Linked DNA regions of Rattus norvegicus: region 2 is linked to region 1. The links are chromatin contacts, called in public Hi-C maps. All regions are on one chromosome and are shown on one strand. The core of a region is the stretch at or near the end of the contact, and the rest is flanking DNA. Distances in the headings are between cores, read along the strand shown. Region 1 holds the start of Rpl21 (ribosomal protein L21). Region 2 overlaps Usp12 (ubiquitin specific peptidase 12).

What was found. Hi-C and Micro-C count contacts between places; a contact is called where the count stands out from the background.
Region 2: a Hi-C map of the A7r5 cell line shows a contact between it and region 1, with 1.6 times the contacts expected there. The contact joins the enhancer-like site here to the promoter of Rpl21 in region 1. A contact is called at or near these places in 5 of 12 Hi-C or Micro-C datasets (the A7r5 cell line, hepatocytes, kidney and 1 more).

What each region holds. Positions count from the first base shown.
Region 1 is chr12:13,383,807-13,388,194 of GRCr8, forward strand. It overlaps Rpl21 (ribosomal protein L21), which reads right to left and starts at 2,347. Exons shown (of 6, transcript NM_053330.2): 1 at 2,333-2,347; 2 at 1,074-1,152; 3 at 713-774; 4 at 144-256. The coding sequence starts at 1,140. It overlaps Snora27 (small nucleolar RNA, H/ACA box 27), which reads right to left and starts at 102; the gene lies at 1-102. It overlaps Snord102 (small nucleolar RNA, C/D box 102), which reads right to left and starts at 414; the gene lies at 344-414.
Region 2 is chr12:13,446,890-13,451,277 of GRCr8, forward strand. It overlaps Usp12 (ubiquitin specific peptidase 12), which reads left to right. Exons shown (of 9, transcript NM_001166576.2): 2 at 3,224-3,304. Among named protein-coding and RNA genes, the nearest start is that of Usp12, 25 kb to the left of the region's middle. Within about 2 kb of position 2,037, at least 2 of the 93 cell types and tissues checked have an H3K27ac peak or open chromatin away from gene starts, as enhancers often do. A contact at or near this core is called in the A7r5 cell line, where this site is marked.

The sequences.
Region 1 (4,388 bases), core at 1,097-3,596:
CAAACACTTAAGTTTGCCTGAGTTTTAAAAGGTTATTTCCTTTGCCCCACTTGAATGGCCAATGAAGACATTAAGTCCAATTGGCAAAGTGAAAGGGGGTGTTTGACCAACTCCTTAGTTACAAAGAAAGGTGTTGTACTCACTTAACTTGCTTGTTCACAATGATGCCCACGGCATGCTGGGTGACATTGTAGACTCTTCCGGTTTTGCCATGGTAACACTTATGGGGCATTCCTTTTTGAACAGTGCCCATTCCCTAGTCAACAGACAAAGCATTACTGCAGCAATCCCTCCTTCCAAATCCTTGTAACTAACCAAGGCCCCCTTTCAAGGTCAACTCAAGAACTCTCAGAGCCGGTGAAATGTGGTTTTCACATTGCATCAAGCAATCAAATAGACAATCATCATTAAGTTCCAGAGCACCAGAATATATTCAACTACCCATCACAGAATGTAGACTTCACTGGGGTTTTCCTTTAATAATGAATTTTGTCTTCAGATGGGGTCTAACTGTATAGACCCACCTGGCTTTAAAACAAGAAACCTGCCTTCCCTTGTACCTGAGAGCCATCTAGGCTTAAATACATGAGCTACCACTCTCAATTTCTAATGTTATTTTTAATGGTATCTTCTACCCCTCCCCCATTCTGTGCTATTAACTTCAAGTAATTACATCAGCATTCCTAACTTGTGGTGCCTTTTCCTAACTTACCTTGATGTCTACAATATCACCCTTCTTGTAGATTCGCATGTATGTGGCCAAAGGAACGACTCCTGCAACAGGAAAAAAAGAACAAAGACATGTACACTTTCATGAGGGTACCAATTTTCAACACAAAGTATACGTTTAGTAGTTATATACACTGTAAAGGACGATTTTTTCCTACAAGCAAAGCCAGTCAAAGTAAGACATGCCACTTCTTTGCAGGGTGAGCCTGCAGACAATTATGAACTATGAGATGCACTTCTCCTTATGGCAGAACACAAGCGAATGCTGCTAACAAGCCACCATTTAACAAGCTGGGACACAGATAAATGCAATCATAAGTATCAAAGAGGATCGTGCCACTTACCATGTTTCCTAAAAGGTCTAGAGAACATATACCGAGTACCCCTCCTCTTTCCTTTTGTGTTCGTCATTTTGGCGAGTTACTGAAACCAGAAATAACAATTCAAATTTAATGTTAGCACTGTCCCATTAACCTCCTTCCAGTGTTTACATTGCCTTTTAAATTTATCAGGGGGATGTCACACAGAGCAGGCTCCCTCAACCTCATGAAGCACTAGAATTAAAGATGGGTGCCCACTATTCCTCTTAGCAGAAGAGCCCAAATTCCGTCATTAGAACCAGCAGGGCTGTATATTAAAACTTAAGCCAACATACTCATTATCTTCATGTAAAAGGGTCTAGAATGCCAAGACAATGAAGCCTACAACTCCAGGATAACTTGGAGACCACCAAACTCAGCCTGATCTTCGATGCTAGTTTCATTTTTACCAACCTAGTTTTCTATCAAAACTCTTAATTCCACACTTCCACTTGCTAATGTATTAGGAAGCATGTAGAGAAAAACCAGATTCCCACTAAATTTAATGCAAGCCCCAATGCTCTCTGCTACAAAGAACACTTAAGCTCACATTCCTCCCTGAAAATAGACTAGTTCTATAGGCAGCAAAGATAACACAGAACCCGCAGATTTTTGGCACAGGAAGACTAAGACTACTCAATTGGCAGCTAATTTAGCACCGTCTAAGAACTTACCAACTACACATACTTAGAGCCAGATCTTGTTTTCCCACGAACCAACAAGGTTGGATTACTCCAGTCATACAGGGCAGAAATACCTGCCATTCCTAACCAACATGGGAAGCCCCAAAGCATGGTGTACTAGGTAACCAACTGACCTTGCAGCCTTAATGTTACCTTCCTTCCCTACTCTCGTCTTCTAAGGGCCAAAATTTGCAAATTGCTAAGTGTTTCATGCATCCGGAGGTGGGATCCCCATTACATCTATATCATTACCAGGCTGACCCGGCGGGCACCCTTCTCGCCCGAGCCAATTCCAGGATTGTACACACCCAGATATCGTTAAGACCCAGAATCGTAAGTCCTAACCCAACAGCACATGCTCAAGTTTGGAGTTAGGCCGATGCCCGGCAACCAAGACTGGGCCAGGCCCAGTTACCCCGGATAGAAGCCCCCTAGCACACGCCGCACAGGGGAGTGGCCTCCAGACAGTCTCCCCACGACCCTAACAGGCAGTCTCCGCGGCCTGGGCTCCTCACGCAGCGTGTGCGGCGCCTAAGACCAGAGAGCCACGCGCACACCAACCTGGAAGATGGCTGCCCCGGCGGAAAGGAAGAGGGAGGGGCTGCGCGCTCTTACAAGGCCCGCGGGCTGCCCACGGCGCCGCCTGAAGAGAAACGGCCGGCCTGAGAGGATCTTCGAGAGAACCTCCATCGCCCCGATAACCTAGAGACTCCGTGAGCATGCTCTCCTTTGCACAGATTGAAGACAGCAGGCCAACAGAAACTCACACAGGCATCGTGTTAAACAGCCCAGAATGGGGCCCTCGCGGGCTTAGAGCCAGACGCGACTTCCGTAGCGTGCTGACGTTACCCTGCGTCATGTGACGTGAGGGACCGCCTCTCCTCTGTCTTGTCCTACGTTCTGTGGTGCGCTGCGTCTTAGTGTTCGTAGCGTGAGTCGCGTAGGCAAACAGTTACGTGTGGACAAAAACCTTGTCTGTGTGTATTTCAAGTTTTTCTCCAGAAGTTGTTAAACAACGCACCTACTGATATGTTAAAGTTTGAAAAGCCATGCATGGTGCGCATGCTCATAATCCCAGCCTTCGGGAGGCAGAGGCAAGAACATCTTCCTAAATTTCGAAACTGTCCTGAGCCATATAATTGAGACCCTGTCTCAAAAAAATCCTCATTTTGGTTTCCCTTCCTCTTGTATCTGTAGTTTGAACCTGTCCAGACACTCGCCTATCTTGATTAGTGTATATTAACTGTACAAAATGATAGGTTAAGGCAGGCGTGTGTGTGTGTAAAATACTCTCATCATATTCACCCCCGTTAGCCTCACTTCCCTTCCTGACTGCCTCACTGGCTATAGATAAGGGTGTTTATTTAGTCAGTCATATTGGACGCAGTATTCCTAATAATTTATTGGCAAAACCGAATTGGATATTTGAAACGCCCGGATAATAGACGAGGACTTTGAGAGACGGACGTTTTTATAATAGCTATTGGGATCCTCGTTGCACTTATGCAATAGTCCCCCCAATGTGCTGGTTCAGCCAGGAGATCTCTGATCTTTACTCTGGACTGTATAGTGTTGGGACCGAGCTGATGAGATTGCTGTCCAGCCTTGCTCAGGGAGAGCCTGATGACTGGAGTCCGCTCACTTCCCGCGGCTTCTGCCTGCTTCCAAGCCTCATCCTTGAATATTTATGAACTCTGAAAAACCACTGTATCCTGCTAATAAACCCCAATAATAAATTCATTAAAATCCAGTGAATGACATGTCCAGCCAGGGTTAGGTTTTGTTGTTTGAAATCCCATTCATTCATGCTAGCTGATGACCGTCTAATTGGAAGACTGTGGGATAACATTGAAGCCCCATCTCAGAGTGTGTGAAAAACATAACTGATTTAATTAACCAGGGGTTTGCAAACTTTAATATCTATGACCAAATTATGTACAGTTGCTTATAATTAATTTTTATCTTGGTCATAGCAAAATTTTATCCCCAAAGCAATTTTTTGTTTGATTTTGAGATAGAGTCTCATTATGTTACTATGACAGATTTGAAACTTAGAGGATTCTGCCTGCCTCTGCTTCCTGGGTGCTGAGATCAAAGGTGGACACCACCATATCTGGCCCAGTTTTTCTGTTTTTTTTTTTTTTTTTTTAGCATATTGCTTACTTGAGTTGATTTGGGTTGAGTGTAAACAAAATAATACTAGTGCTAGCCTAAGAGTTAAGAAGATGAAAATGCTATACAAAAATGAATACCAGAATGAAACATGTTCTTGCTCTGGGCCATTGTTTTAGACCTTACTCATTGTCTGTGATGTGTGTGTGTGTGTGTGTGTGTGTGTGTGTGTGTGTGTGTGTGCACGTGCGCACGTGTGTGTTAGCATGCCTCTGTGTATATGCACATACATATTCAGGTATATAAGTTGAGAGTTGCTAATAAGCAACTAGCATAAGTTGACTTAGGCTAAATATTCAGACCCTCAGTGCACAACTGGATGTTTTGTTATTTTGTCTTTTTTTTTTTTTTCAGAGCTGGGGACCGAACCCAGGGCCTTGCGCTTGCTAGGCAAGCACTCTACCACTGAGCTAAATCCCCAACCCCACAACTGGATGTTTTTATA
Region 2 (4,388 bases), core at 787-3,286, 63 kb after region 1:
TCCTGGCCTGTTTTCTCTCTCTCTGGTGCTTCCTAACTCCGTATAAATAGGGTTTGTTTTCTTGTATCATTTGTTGACCTCAGTGGATTTTTAGTTCATTCTAGGACAGGTGTGAGAGAGGGTTAAGCTCCGTTCTCCTGTACGGTATGAAGCTGTGGTGTGGGCATTGCCCTGTACTTGAGAAGGTTCTGCCTGCTCTCAGGATGTGGCGTTCATGCCCTCCCACTGCACGGCTGCTTCCGTCCTTCCTTCCCTCCAGAAGCTTTCTTAGTTTTCCAAGGTCACTGGCTTCCTCACCCCACAGCGGCTTCTTTCCTTCCTGGTTTGGCTGTTCTCTTTAATGCACTTACCTCAGCCGACTGTTCAGTGCTCAACCTGGCAATGAGAAGTGCTAGCTTCTAAAATAAGGTTGAAACATGAAACTGAGAAGAATTTATTGAATTTTCTCATTAAACAACAGGAAAAGTGAGATATAATAGTTTAGAATAACTGTGTAGCATGCAAACACAATGCATACTTCCATTTCTTAGGTAGCAGGTCCAGATGCTACACAATCACTTATTTCTCAGTGACATGCATTACCATTTCACACAAACATGAACATTACTCATAATTAACTTTCCAAAGTAGCATGTCCTCATGTCCCCAAAACACACACATCTGGCCTTGAATGTGGACTTTGGAGGCAGGAGACTTCTAATTTCTAGCTTATTTCTACAGACATCATGCTTATCCTAAAGTAAGTGAATTATTTTAATGAAAACAGCACAGGGTATCAGCGTGCTTTCGTGTGATTTTGTATTTCTGAAACAGGTAGAAGGAAGACTTGTTGGATGAGTTCCTATGTTGGAGAGGGAAACGGTCAGATGCTCTCCTTGCTTTACCAGCAGAGGCTAGCATATTACTGCTTTCTTACTGTCAGGGCGACAGGCCAGTGTCATCCTTTGATGATAATCTCTCTGTATGGAAAGTCCTCACCTTTCCAAAAATATGTTGTGAGCGGTTGGGAGAGGTACACCTGGCCTTTGCCTGTGGCCGGCAAGTCTTACTGTCTGTGTATCTTAATTATCTGTATCTAATATAACCTAACACCATAATTCTCTGTAACAATTGACCTGTGAGACTGGCTCCTCTGTCTCTTGTTCTAGACGCTGGTCTTTGGCGGAGTGTGCTACATTGTAGCCCATGCTTTAGTGAAGTGTAGTGAGCTGCCATGCCTACTTGTGGACGGGAAGACAGCGCAGGCATGGGACTGTGCTCCTCAGGAAACCCAGGCCCAGGCAGAGCAGCAGCGCCCAGGCCAGACTTGGGCCTGTAGCTTTACAGTCTAGCGTGCCTGCTTCCCGTCCCTTCCATAGTGGATTCATATTCTCATTTGATCGGTTTTTGTAAAATATTTGGGTAGGGGGTGAACACAGGGGTTTCTCTCCTAAAACTCGATCTGTAGACCAGGCTGGTGAGATCCACCTGCCTCTGTCTCCTGAGCACTGGGATTCAAGGTGTGCACCACCATTTCTGTTATTAATAAAATGAGTTTTAGTTGGCCACCCATTGGCAGAAAAATGGGTTAAAGCAACCTTGCTTGATTGACATCACAGGTTTTATTATGACTGCTGAAGTATTCTGTCTTTTCTAGGAACACTGTTGACCTTTAGGGTCTCAGGCTCATGCCCGGTGCCTGCTCTTTGTTGGCAGTGCTGGCTTCTCTCTGCCGCTGCCGCTCTGGGGACTTCTGCCTTGGAGCTTTGTGATCTGTTGCCTTTGCTCTTCATGTGCGCTAACCTGCGTTAGTAATTCTCACTCAGAACTCAAACTTCTTAGCATGTTGCTCCAACTTTTTTTGTGTGGGGGAATTGAATCCACCTTCCACAGTGTGAGTAATTTTGCCGTTTGTGGGATAGAAAAGACACTTCCTTTAAGGCACGGTTGAGCTGCTTTCCTGGGTGGGTCTGACGCTGTTGGTAATTGCACTGACCCACATGTTAGGTTTCATAGGGTCCAGCTTGTGGCTGTGAGTCGCCGTTGGAAGGGATTTATTTTCTCTTTCTGCCCTCTCAGCAGTAGCCATGAGTCAGGCACATTTCCTTCTTGTCTTCCTGTGGGGCTGAACTATTTCTTGGCTAAAAGTAGACTGAAAGGAAAGGTAAAGAAGTGGGACCAGGGGGTTGGGGATTTAGCTCAGTGGTAGAGCGTTTGCCTAGCAAGTGCAAGGCCCTGGGTTCGGTCCCCAGCTCCGAAAAAAAAAAGAAAAGAAAAAAGAAAAAAAAAAGAAGTAGGACCAGGTTCTGGAGAGTTTGCTCAGCTGTTCTTCAGGAGGACCTGAGGCCACTTCATCCCCCATGTCGGACAGCTCCCAGCTCCTGTCACTCCAGCTCCCGGGACACCTGCACTCACATGCATGTAATAACCACACTCAGTACACACATACACATAAAAAATAGGAAAAATATAAACCATTTTTAAAAATAATAAATATGCTCAGAAAAGTGCCATCTCTCAGGAGGCTGGGACATTGGGGCCCAGCAGTCAGGCCAGTGGCTGACTTTGGGAGAAGACCATGAAAAAGGGAGAGTAGGGAAGAAAGCAGCCTTAGGGAGGGGGCAGTGGGGAGGTCAGGACACAGAGCAGGGGCTGCACGGGTATTGATGTGAATGGGAGGAAGTGCATGCTCTGTCTGTCTGTCTGTCTGCTTGCTTCTGGCTCCCTTCTAGTGTTTCTGAGTCCAGAAAGTCTGCCTCCCTATTGGGAGTTCCTGTGCCATGCAGGGTCATTGATGCTGCTTACCCTGTGGGCATCTGACTGATACTTCTGGGTCTTCCTGTAGGACAGTAGGTTATCGGCACTGGTCCAGTTGGATCTCCCGTCCTTTAGGGGTCCTGCTGCCCAGGCTGGCTGGGTCCTGCACTGTGCGAGCCTTCCCTTCCTTCCTTTTGGCTCCACGGTGGTTGCCAGCAAAGTCTTGTCCTATTACGGCATACAAGTCAGAAGTTTTCCTTGATTACTTGGGGGTGGGGAGTGTGCTAGGAGCGTGATTCCTGACTGATTTGTATAAACTAGTATTAAGTCATATGACTAAAAGCTATTCATTTTCAATATCAACTGTTTTTGAATAATGTTAATTTGCTGTAATTTGAGTATGGCCTTTTAAAGGATGTCTCAGCCTATATGACTGGACATTATAGAAATACTATAAATCCTGATATTTGTGGTTTTCGTTTTACAGGGCGCCAATGCCTCGGCATTAGAGAAAGAGATTGGTCCAGAACAGTTTCCGGTCAACGAGCACTATTTTGGATTAGTCAATGTAAGTGCGCTCCAGCCTTGACGCTTCGAGCACTGAGTCAGTGTACTTCCCCCTTCCTTACAGGACCCGCTTGTGTCATGAGGATTTAAAGTGACCTGTGGTTGAAAGGAGGTAACACTTTCAGCCTAATTTCACAGTTCTGGCAACAGAATTCTCCTAGCAAAAGTTTGACTTATAATTATAAGAGTGACCTCTCAGTATTTAAGAGTTCTTTAGCTAGTGGCATTGCACATGTAAGGCTACGTAAAAGCTCCCCGCTGGGAGGTGCCTGTGTCCTTAAAGCCTGGTAAGAACTTTGGAATTTAACTGAACACGACTTTACACTACTGAAACTTAACAAAGAAAAAATTATTATTTTCCTAGTTCCAGGTCTGTCCTGGATATTCAGTCTTGGTGTAGATACGGCATAAAAATGCATTTGATAGTGAAACTCTGCAGCCCTGTCCAGAACGGCTGCTCTTGCTAGACAGTCATAAAGCCATATCATATTCAGGTCCGGTTAATTTTGAGTTTTTTTAAAAGATACCCTGAGTCAGTGTAAATATAAACAGTGTTTGTGCTTCCCTTGAAGCCACATAGCAGCCACGTCAGGAAAAACGGAGGCATAAGCTGAGAAGAGACCATTGAGTTGATGGCTGCATTGATGGATGGAAATGCAGCTTCTGACCTTCTTGTCTCATTATTATATATAATATATAATAATTATATACATACAACAATAACAATAACTATTATTATACAAATCCTGCCACCTCTGAGGGGTCTCAGGACCGACCGCAAGGTAAGGTGGCCGAGAGTCTTGGACTCCACTCTGTGACTTACACTCTCAGACAGCTTCTGTTGCTTCCCCTTCTTCTGCCCAGCCCTTACTTTTCCGTCTCTCTGCTTTTCTCTCACTAGCTTGGCTGCTTTTTTATTTTTAGAGTTATAACACTGCTTACTCATAGAGGTGTCCCTTAAATATCAAGATTGGCTCAACTCTCTTGAGACGCCTGCACCCACACATGGGGTGTACAACTGTCTGTCCTTCACAAGCACGGCTTTCTATATTGTTGTGTGTGATTAAGTCTGTATCAAAACTCCA